Linked DNA regions of Delphinus delphis: region 2 is linked to region 1. The links are chromatin contacts, called in public Hi-C maps. All regions are on one chromosome and are shown on one strand. Each heading gives the region's core, a stretch centred on a gene start, on an enhancer-like site or on the middle of the called end of the contact. The rest is flanking DNA. Distances are from core to core; before and after follow the strand shown.

Region 1 (6,102 bases), core at 2,796-5,295:
TAGACTGAACAAAATATGGGGCAGGAGTCCATTTGATACTGGATGGGGTTTTTGTTTGTTGGCTGGTTGGTGTTCGTGTGTGAGTGAATTATTTTTTGTTGTGTGGTAAAAATGCAATCATAGAAAAATAATTTGCAGTTGTTCTGAAAATGGACTTTTTCGGTTGTTGCTTCTACAGACCCTTCTCTGAGAAATCAAGGTTTAGGCTTAAAGCAATTGTGCACTGGGTAGGAAGGGCCAATACAAAGTAAGGAGAGGACGTAAAGATCTCTGCCCTTAAAATTACTATTTTTCTCTCCTCGGTTAAATTTGAGGCCTCTTCTCCTCTTGTTTATTTTCTTTCCTTTAACAAATACCTAGAGCACTTTTTCTGTGTTGATTAAATCATAGGAGAGGAAAGAAAAGTCAGCCCTGACCTAGGTGCTAACAATCTAGTTGAGAAAACAAGGTACACGTTGGAAAAGTTAACTAAAAATACAGGGGCAGTATGCATTTAAGCATTAAATGACTGAACAGTGAAGTCCTCCAGCAGTTAAAGGAGTGGCTGGTAACTTTACTATGGTCATGGTCTAGATCAGTACTGTTCAACTGAACTTTCTACAGCAATGAAAATGTTCATACTGTGCTGATTAAGACAGTAGCTACTAGCCATGTGTGGTTACTGAGTAGTTGAAATGTGGTTAGTAAAATTGAGAAAATGAATTTAAAAATTTTTTAATTAAAATTTTAAATAGCTACATATGGCTGATGACTACCATATTGGGGAGTGGTAGACCAAGATCTGGAAAAAGGTATCAGTAGTGAAAGGTATCAATAGTAATAGGAATTGTCCTGTTACTTGAAGAAAGGGGAGGATCTGAGTAGCTGAGAATAAAGAAAAGCATTCTAGAAGAAGAAAAAGCATGAAGAAGCTGTACTCAGCTCACCTTGAAAGTATGAAAGTGCCCAGTGTTTGGATGGGGGATTGTGATGTGTCACTATGCTAGGCAGACCATGCAGCTGAGAATTAGGATTTGAAGCTGCAAGTAATGGGGAGTCGTGATTACTTCTGTTCAGTGGATAATAGTAGCTCTTACCATATGGCAGGCATTATTATATTGAGTGCCTTACATGGATTGTCTGATTTAATTCTTATAACAACCTTTTGAGGGGAATGAAGAGTCACCTGGTGGGACTGTAGAGGTAAGAGATAAAGGCAGGTAAGAGAAGCAATTATAACCTTGGAAACATGTCAAAAGTACTAAGGAAGGTGAAGGATGTAGAAACTAAAAAGCCTCATTTAAGACATTAGGAAGTTAGACTCAACAGAACATGTGGAGGGTGAATGGAAAAGGGAGTGAGACAATCTTTATCCTTAGGGATACTGATGAGGACAAAATCCTGGGAAGCACCAATAATTCTGGGGTGACTGAAAGCAGCTGACTTAGTAGACGGATCTTGAGAAGGATGTAGTTGGCAATGGAAACAGGTTAGTGGAGTCAAGAAATCTGATGGGGAAAAGGTTTTCAAGAATCCTAGAGGTAAGTTAATGATGAGGATGGTGAAGTGGCAGAGGAACATGGGAGAGTTAAGGTAATGCTGACAAAAACTGAGGAGTCAAGAGGAGGAAAGTCTGTTGTAGAAGGGAGATACGGATTCTGTTCCTGACATGTTGACTGGAGGTAACGAGTCCTCTGGATGATGATGCCTTGCTAGTTGGGGGGAATGTGAAGCTGGTTTATGAGACACATCAAGGCTGGAGAGGGGCAAGTTTAATGTGTTCTCACAGTAGAGCAGGTAAAGGGAAAAGAGAAGGTTGAGGATAGAAGCTGGGACGAATGCTCATCCACATAGGTGACTAAACGAGAAAGAAGAGCCAGGAAGGGAGAAGGGGTGACGGAACCATACCATGGCAATGCCTTGACGGTGAAGGAAGAATTTTAAAAGTGAAGGTTAGGCACAATTTTCATGTGTTGCATGATAAATAGTGATGGTGTGAACCCACCCGGAAACCCATTCCGGAGGTCAAGGAAAAAAAGAGTGAGAAAAGGGTGACTGAGTTTATCAAGGAAATCCTTGGAGGAACAGGAGGAACAAGTGCAGAGGATTTGTTTGGGCAGTTTGGCCATGGAAGGACTGAGAGGAAAAGGGAAACAGCTTGAGGAGGGTTACATGAAGGTTTCCCCCATGTCCCCAGGTCAGCTGGCAGCTTAGGAAGGGAGAAGGGACTCTTCTTCCTTTAGGTATTTGACAACAGTTAACAAAATGGATGCTACAGGTAGACATACTTTGAGAAGAGTGGCAGAGGGTGCTGGAGTTGGATGTTTTTCACTTTCTCAGTGAAGCCGGAATCAGGGCCACCTGCCAAGAAAGGAGAAAGGAAATCAGGTTAGGTGGGGAAGAGAAAGAAGATATGTAACAGCAACCGTTGGGGCTGCCCTTGAGAATTACCAAGAAATAAATTACAGGATTGGGTGCTAGACCAACATGATTCCATGACTTTAAACTGCCATCTCAGATTTACTCCTGGGAACTGACAACAACAGTAACAACCACCATCACTATTTATCATGTGGTTATCACGTGCTTCTGGGTGTTTACACAAATTATCTCACTTACTTTTCCTAACAATGACGTGAAGTGTTATTAATTCTGATTATTTCCAAATTATAAAAAAAGGAAATTGAGGCTCAAAGAGATTTTACCTTAATTAAAAAAAAAAAAAAGATTTCATACTATGTTGCCAGACACTGTTCCAGGCACAGAAAAGACGGGCAAGGGGGCTGCCTTCGTGGAACTTTATTGAAGAGGTGCAAACAGAAAAGTAAACGAATAATTTAATCCGATCATTTCAGATTTTAATAAATAGAGCGAAAAGAATAAAACTGGTAGTATAATAGGTATTATAATAAATGATATAGTTTATTACATCCAATGGAGGAGGGAGTGCGGGAGGGTAGAAGATACATTAGTGTGGTCAGGGGAGGACTCTCTGTGGGACAAGTGTGCTAATGACAAGGTGGATGACAAGGTGGAAGAGATTTCCAAGGCCAAAGAAAAGCTAAGGACAGAGGCCCTGAAGCAAGAACCAGCTTGGCTCCTCGTGCAGGTGCAGCTCAGTGGGCAAGCAGGTATAGGCCAAGGTTGGAGGCGCCACGGCAAGTCAAGGAAAGGATTTACGCAAAGGGGGTTACTCCATCCGATTCAAAGGAGTAAGGCGCCGAAGAGGCAGGGGCCAGGCCGTCAGGATCTCCGACGCGAATTTGCATTCCGCGAAGCTGCCCGCATTAGACGCGGGGTGAGGCAACCGGTCAGGAGAGGCTCCAGGCCTAGGGGCCAAAGGGCCGAGGCCTGCGGGGGTGGAGGTGTGAGGCGTGTGACCTTCCAAGTGTCGCAAGAGTCGAGACAGCACCGCGGACCGCGCCCGGCCAGCAGGCAGCCCCCCTCTCCCGCCCCAGAATCACCCCCGCCTTCCATTCTCTTTAGCGACCCTCGCCTGCAGCACCACCCACCACTCCTGGCCAGGCTTGATTTTTCCTCCGGGGTGGAAAGTCGGTCTTCCAGAACTTCGGAACGACAGTACCCCCAGGAGTGATGGGGGATGAAATAACTCAGGGCTAGAGCGAAGTCCTACGGGAAATAGACCTTTTTATTTCTGCCTTGTTTTCCCTCTTGGCTTTCTAGAAACGACTTGCTTCCCGGGATGCTCTCCAAGTCACCCCCTCCAACAGCGAGCCTATTGGTTTGGCCCCTAGTCTCGGATTGGCTGAAGGGTTACGCCTCGGCCAGGGATTGGAGGATGTTTGTTCCTTACGTATTCCCGGCGCCCATTGGTTCGTTTTCCCCGTTTCTGGGCGGAGTGGTTTGGGACGGTTTCCACCCTCTTGTTTACGGAGCGCGTAGTTGTAGCGCTCTCAAATCTCTGGGGCTGTCTCCAAAGTTCCCTATTTAGCTCTTCGGACCAATTGGGTCCTTGCTCCACCCTCTCCCGCTCCCTTGCACGCCTCCCGTGTGGTACGGCCCACAGCTTTAGAGCGGCGGCGCAAGCGGACGCTCGTCGCGTTCCTCCGCCTGCGCTCGCCGGGTTGTCCCCCCCTCGAGGGTGCGCTTGGTACGGCCCGCGCCTCCTCCTTCTCTAGCTGGGGTGGTTGCCTCCCCCTCGGGTCGGTGGCGCTTGGTGCCGCCCGGGAGAACCAGGTCATCGGTCGGTTCCCGTGAAAACAAAAACAATCGGCGGCGCCTAGGCTGGCAGCCGAACGCGGGGATCGGGGGCGCGGGGCCGGGTGGGACCAGCGAGCGGGAGCAGCGGCGACGCGCCGGGGTCGGGGCGCCATGGGGCAGGCGGGCACGGGCTTCGCCGGGGTCCCCCGGCGCCGGGGCTAGCGCGTCCGCCGCCTCGGCCGCCCGCGCCGCCCGCCTGGGGGACGAGGAGCAGGACGCGGCCTCGGCCGGGCCCGGGCCGAACGGCTGCGGACACCCGGGCACCGGGGAGCCGAACGCCGCCGCCGCCGCCTCCGGGATGGATCAGTGCGTGACGGTGGAGCGCGAGCTGGAGAAGGTGCTGCACAAGTTCTCAGGCTACGGGCAGCTGTGCGAGCGCGGCCTGGAGGAGCTCATCGACTACACGGGCGGCCTCAAGCACGAGATCCTGCAGAGCCACGGTAGGGCGGCCCGGGTGGGCGCGCGGGGCCGGGCCCACCCGCCCGCGTCCCTCAGGCCCCGGCGGGCTAGGAGGGTGCCCGGTCCCGCCTTCCCCGGGGCGCGGAAACCCACCAGGCCCCTGTGACTTTTTCTCCTTCTCTCGCCCGATTTGTCTCGAACCTGCCCCGTCCTCGTTGTTAATTACGAGTCAGCGCGAACCCACCCGGAAACCCATTCCGGAGCCACGGGCTCCAGCCCGGGTTAAACGGGGTTGGGGGCCGGTCCTTCGCACCTGCAAACTGCTACACTCCCGGGGTGGGCGCTCCTCGTCAATTGCCTTGGGCCCAAGGATCTGGGCCATGAGAGGGTCAGTGCAGCGAGCCCCCCTCCTCCCCTGCTCCGAACACTTAGCCCGGGGACTTTCCTCGCCTTTCTTCTCTTTTTTTTCTTTCTTTTTCTTAAATTAGAAACTCGAGTGTTATTCTTAGCTGTGGATTAACGGAACAGCCGCTCCTGCAAGTCCATAATTTGACTCTGTGTAGAAGTAGCTTTTCTTCAACTCCGCAGCGGCACCGACACGATTCCTAGGAAACTGGCTAAATCAAACTGTTCAGCTCTCCTAGCCTGCGAAGAGACAGAGGCAACTCTCCGGAAACACATTGTAACATAAGTTGTTAGTTAGTTGCGTTACCTGGTCAAGTTTTTACTTGATTTCCTTTCAGAAAACAGATTTTCTCTAGAAGGGGTTTCCCCTATATTATTGCCCTGGGCCCTGGGGGCAGATACGTTGCCAGAGTTAACTTGTGGAAGCTGGTTGGGAAGGGTTTTGGGTTTTGGTTTTGTTAAAGGTCTGGTATCCTTAGATTAAAATATCCATAGTGTTTTATCCATCTGGGATGGGCCCCAAATCCCATCCCAGATGGGAGCAAGAAATAAAGGACTTTATTTAATGGATTTATTGAAGAGGTTGGGAGGTCTCAACTCAGAGGCTGAACAGAAGTTTCTGACAAGGGAGGTTTGGTAGCTGGGGTGATGTCGATACTGTGGTCGGAGCGATTGAGGACAGTGGCAATAGCCGAGCTTCTCTCCACCTCTCCTTCCTCCTTGTACACCTTCCTTTCCCAGACTGCTTTCAGTTGAGAGTTAGTGCTCATCCATGGTGAGGGAGTCTTAACAGCAACATCTCATCGTGGACACTGGCAGTCACGTTTGAACTCCGGGGAAGAAGCAAACCAGAGACCATAGTGGGGGTACGACTTGGCATATGAATATGGAAAAATGAGCAGACCTAGACGGCTGCCTGTGATGGGGAAGGAGAGGTGGAGTGGGGTGGGACTCCTGGCAAGGCTCTGGTGAACTTGGTTTTGGACAAAGTTGGCCTTGAAAGGCCAATGAAGATAGCCAAGGGCATAATGTCTACTGGTGGCTGAAGATGTATAGATGGAGTTTAGGAGGAAAGTAAGGTTTAAGATGGTTTCCTGG
Region 2 (5,618 bases), core at 366-2,865, 280 kb before region 1:
CATTAGATTACAAACTCTTTTAACCCACTATTTTCAAGCTTTCTGTGTTGTTGTTGGAGTTTGCTGGTGGTCAGTTTATAGATGGATTTTATTTTTAATCCAGTGTGTCTTTTTAAGGTCTGAGTAAATTAACCCACTTATATTTATTGTAAATACTGATATTTAGACTTACTCCTCTAATTTTATTTTATTTTATTTTTGTATTTACCGTATTTCTGCTTAGGTTTTTTTTTTTTTTTCTTTTTTTATTCCTCCCTTCTTCCCATTCTGACTTATGTTGTGCTGGACAAGTTTTCTCTGTTCCATTTTCCCCCTTTTCAATGGTCTGTAAATTACAAATCAAATTAATCCTTCAGTGTTTATTCTTAATTAAAATTTTTATTTAATGTCATGTATTCAGAACATATATGTTGAAAATCAACACCTGGATTTAACTTCTATCTATAATTCCTTGAATACATTTCTGAACTTTTTCGGATTCTCGGTTTTCACACTTGTAAAATTGGGAGCTTGAGTTCTTCACTTAATCTTCATTTAAAGATTAAATGTGATGCCAGGTCAAGCACCAGCCTTTATAAAATAAGAGATCTTCAATTACTTCATTCCGTTTTTTCTTCATTCAACCAAAAAACTTCAGGTCCAAAAGACACAATCACCCCTCAACTCCTTTGTCCTTCAAAGTCACCTCCTCTTCATATCTCTTACATCATTATGACCTTGATCTAGTCTTTCCATTTCATTGTAAGACTCAGAATATCTTTTCATCCTCCCTTTACATTGAAAAACAAAAAGAAAAATACCCATTCTGCATTGTACTGAACTGCATCTTTTGCTTTGGATTTAATTAACGTGTCATTTCCCAGGGACTCCATGCCTTTCTTCATTTTTCCTTCAAAATGGCGGACTTTAGACGTTCCATGATCAGCACCACGTGCGCCTGCGCCTCCCGCGGCCATTTCGCCCAGCAGCCCAAGCTCCAGCCTCTCCTCCGCGAAGCGCCTGCGCACGAGTCTCTAGAGCACCGTCGCTCCTCCCTCTAACTGAGTACGCTTCAAACCGCACGTTCATGTCCCTTCCCTCCCCCGCTGACTCTGCACCGCCCTCACCCCTTTCCTGTGAGATTCTTCCGCCAAGTGAAAAGCCTATCTTCGGTCGACAGCCTACGCACTTGAAAAGCAATCCAATAAGCACTTACAGCCCTGGGGTTCGCCATTCAGTCTTATCTGTGCACCACTGCAATTTTCCTCTGGGTCCTAAAGTTGATGACCGATTTCTCTGGACTTTTTTGCATCCCGTGAGGCAACAAATGGAAAGAATGGCTGTGGCGGAGGGATCCCTCGCTTACGCTCGGTGTACTTTAACCTAATGGGGGTCGTCCGAGAGTCGGAAGGGGGAGGGGAAAGGGAGGAGGCAGCCGAGGAATTGTTTTTTTCTCTCGCCCCGCCCTCGCCGGGGCGGCCAATGGCGATGGGCTCCTTCCCCACGAGTCTCGCCCAGCTCCTTGGACCCAGCCAATGAGCGATGGAAGCGGCTCCGAGGGGGCGGGCCCGGGAGGCTGTGCGTGTCTTGTGAGAGCTCTTGAACCAAGTCAGAGAGCTAGAGTCGGCTGGGCGGCTGGAAACGGTGGCCGCCGCCGGTGACTCAGGGAGGCGGGAGGCGGGAGGCGGGAGGCGGGGTAAGAGCGCCACGGCCTCGGCTGAAGGGATCGGAGGAAGAAAGGTGAAGGCGCCAAGCCCGCGGCCCCGCCGCCCCCGCGCCGCGGCGCAGGCTGGGGGTCTGCGGCCGAGTAGAAGGGTGTCGGGGCGGGGCGGCGGGGCAAGTGCGGAACGGCGGGCTCGCCCCTCCCGCGGGGCTGCCCGGGGCGGGGACCCGGCCGCCTGGGACGGGGCCTCTGCTTCGGGGCCTTTTCTTTTCCGGGGTGAGGGGCGAACACTTTCAAATCCACTTAAGCCACAAATAATTCTCCCCTCACTCTGTCTGCATTTAGGTTTCAGGTTTTGGAAAAGCGAAACTTGGGAGAGCCAGGGTCACGCGACGCTTGGGCCAGTGTTTGCGGTGGGGGAGGGATCGGGGGGCGGGAAGGGCGCGGGTGGAGAGATCGGGTGCGGGTCCTCCGTCTCACCCGCCGCCGCCTGGGGTCCCCTCCTCCGATCGGGATTAGGACCCTTTCCTCCGCCCTGGCCTCCCCCACCGACCTCTCTTCCCGGCCCCCTCCCGCCGGCCGCCCCCGTTGCATTTTGTTTTTGTGTTTTTGCAGGGAGGAGCCCTTCCTGCAGCGTTGGAACCATGGTGCTCACGCTCGGAGAAAGTTGGCCAGTATTGGTAGGGAAGCGATTCCTCAGTCTGTCCGCAGCCGACGGCAGCGACGGCGGCCACGACAGCTGGGACTTGGAGCGCGTCGCCGAGTGGCCCTGGCTCTCCGGGACCATTCGAGCCGTCTCCCACACCGACGTTACTAAGAAGGATCTGAAGGTAAAACCGGCTCCCGGGCCTCGGCAGTCGGACGTTTCCTAGTTACCTTGGTAACGAGACAGCCAGCAACCCTCCCTCCCTTTTTCTGAAAAGGCGACCAGAAAGTTGGCATCTGATCTGAAGGTGCAGAAAAGTAGACCTTGAAAGTCTTTGAAATGGTGTGTAGAGCGAGGTGTGTTTGGCTTAGAGTTGCCCGTGTTTAATAATGGGCTTAGGGTTGCTCAGACATGATTAGTTATTGCACGCGCTGTGCCTTATCAGGGCTGTACGATGATTTCTCCGAAGGGGGAGTGTTGTTAATATTAAGTTGGGCAAGTGGGTGACGTTAGGAATCATTGAGAATTGAGCACTAGTGCTTAGAAGTGCTTTCAGTCGGGTTTTTTGTTTGTTCCTTCTAATTTCTTCACCCAACTTCTTAAACTTTCAGACTTAGAAGTGTGAGTGTAGAGGAAGGAGCTTAATTCTCTTCAGTATATTAAGGTGGGTATTTGTCCGTATATGGTGGGTCAGGGCAGGAGTGGGTTCCTGGTTGTCTCTGATGAGTCTGTGAGTGGGTGTGGGATATGACCATATATGGAGGGCTGGGGTGGAGCTGCCCCTTATATGGTGTGTTGGAGGGATGGCTTTGAAATATTCCATTTGGGTGTTTGAGGGAAGGGAGAGAAATGGGAACGAGTGCGGCCAGTGATTTTTAATCAGAATGGCACGCAGAACCTTTTTCAGTTAGATCTTTTCGAAAAGAGATGAATTCTGATCGTACTCCCTAATAGAAGTATTGGTGTGAAAGGATTGTGTGGAAACTACCAGTGAGGAAGCCATTGTACCAACAAAGACTCCTTTGTGCAAAAATAACTGAAAAAAGGTCCCCAACAAAGACTCCGAAGTGGTGATAACTTGAAGGAAGCTTGTCAGAACAGAAGAGCTTTCCATCCTGGGTAACGGATATGTTTTAGTATCTTCACTTGGTCATTATCTTTGCTTTTTCTTGAAAACTGCTCAAATAAGGGAAGCAAGTTTTTGCATTGGCAGTTGAATATGTGTTGATTGCTGAAACACTGTTCAAGGAATTGGCATAACCTGTGTTCTGACCCAGAAAGTTTTGACCCTTGAGCCCACCTTCTTAATCATCGTGCTCCCTGATCAAAGGCTCTGCCACCAGAGGACTCCTGTCGTACACTGTGAAATTTGGTTTCACTCCTAGCAAGGTGCGTTTTGATGTTTACAGAAAGAAGGTAATGTGGTACAGCCTATTTGCTTAGGCTAATCATCTTTCTCAATAAAATGGGCTTTGTGTAGTAGATTTCAGTCATAGTTGCGGCGGTTCATTTCACCTGCCAAGTAAAATTTTCTGTAGTGCATTTGTTTTTACCCGATTTGAGTGGAAACAAGATTAATCCTTACAGTCTTTAGTTCTTTGGCAGATGATGAGAGACTAGGTGTTTCCTTACTCAGCAGTGATTGCAGACCCGTTGGGTTAGGAAGGGAACCTAGGAGGTCCTTTATGTGTGTTCTTTTAAATCTCCACATCTCCCTCACCCCCAGCCTTTGAAGTGGTGGTGGTATCTTCATTTTCAGAATAAAGAAATAGATTTAGGAAAGGAAATCTTGTCCAGACTTGCATAGTTAGCTACTAAGTGACACAGGGAGCATTGGAATCCACGTTTGGCTATGTGTGTCTTCACTGCACTAAGGTGCCTAACCTGGAGACGACAGGGATTTTAATTCAAAAGCAATTTTGACTATAGTGGATTTTTTGCTTTACCTACAGACTTCACAACTCAGCCCTCATGTAAGAAATCTACTCAGTTTCTCTTTTTGAATCATGATTTATTGCTGCATTCCTTAATTGAGTAGCAGATAAAGTAATTGGTGTAAGTTTAAGGATATGTTGTGTTAGCAAAAACACAGTTTTTGAAACATTGAAACCTATTGTGTTTGGCCAGATGCAGGCAGGAACTGAGTAACTAAGACAATGCCTAAGACCTGGGCTTAGGGATATTGAGTTTTTGGGAGTGGGTTGGGGGGGCTGCAATGAATATGAATGAATGAAATTCAAGTAGTGTGCAACTGTTTTAGTACTAATAGAAGTACAAGTCTGTCTAGACTGACTTGCTTCCTTAGTTGAGGTTGAAATGAATGAGACCAAGGCTTGTTAACTTTGTTTCATCTAGAGAAAGACTTTGTAACAAAGTCACTTACTCAGATACAATGTTTAGTAGTTGATTACAGAGAAGTTAGGTGAAGACATAATAGATTTGTTTCATCTAGAGAAAGACTTCGTAACAAAGTCACTTATTCAGATACAATGTTTAGTAGTTGATTACAAAGAAGTTAGGTGAAGACATAATAGATACTTATCATGCAGTAAATACTTTGATTTAATCCTCACAAAAATCCTAGATAGTAAACCACATTTTTTAGTGTTAGAAATTGAGGCTTAAACAAGTTAAATAACTTGCCGAAGTTTGTCCCCAGACCTTAAACACTAGGCTTTAATATTCAGATAGAGTGAGGTTAGAGCAACTCTATTTTGCTGGGTTCAGTATCCCCAGCACTGAGAACATTGCTTGGCATGTAGTTTTTGCTAAAATATTTGAACAGATGAAGGAATCATAAAATTATTACTCGTATATAGAAAAGCAGTTCAGAAATTATCTTCCAATGGAGCATTGGCATTCTCTTTAACTTGGATAACAACAGATCTTAATTAGGTGTGATTATAAGGACTTCTTCAACCTTATTTTTGTGCTACTCTGTCTACTTGAGTGTGAGGCAGATTGCTTCTTAACTGACTTTGTTCTACGCATGCTGGGAATGCCCTCCTTCCCCAACTTGTTTGTCTAAGTCTTTTCCTTGCTTTGAACCTACTTTTTCCTTGAGTCTTCTGCCCCTTCTTAGTTCTTTGGGATGTCCTTAGCAGATGAGTAGTACTTGCCAACTATATGTACCATTTGCTGCTGTTAAAGCCCTTTTTGGCAGTTGGATACCTTGACCAATCAATGCCTAGTTTTTTCATCCTTGCATACAGTTGAAACTTGAATGTTGGTGGATTCTGTTGACAGTCAACCCATGTAAAATGAGAAACTTAGCACAGTGTAATAATAAAAAGTGTTTACCCCTATAATTGAATGCTAGACTCTGGGATT

What was found. Hi-C and Micro-C count contacts between places; a contact is called where the count stands out from the background.
Region 2: a contact with region 1 is called in a Hi-C map of muscle, with 6 times the contacts expected there. The contact joins the promoter of KDM3A here to the promoter of RMND5A in region 1. A contact is called at or near these places in 3 of 3 Hi-C or Micro-C datasets (lung and muscle).

Annotation. Positions count from the first base shown.
Region 1 is chr12:14,581,508-14,587,609 of mDelDel1.2, reverse strand. It overlaps RMND5A (required for meiotic nuclear division 5 homolog A), which reads left to right and starts at 4,045. Exons shown (of 9, transcript XM_060027402.1): 1 at 4,045-4,640. The coding sequence starts at 4,499.
Region 2 is chr12:14,860,729-14,866,346 of mDelDel1.2, reverse strand. KDM3A (lysine demethylase 3A) reads left to right here and starts at 1,615. Exons shown (of 26, transcript XM_060027399.1): 1 at 1,615-1,719; 2 at 2,258-2,472. The coding sequence starts at 2,287.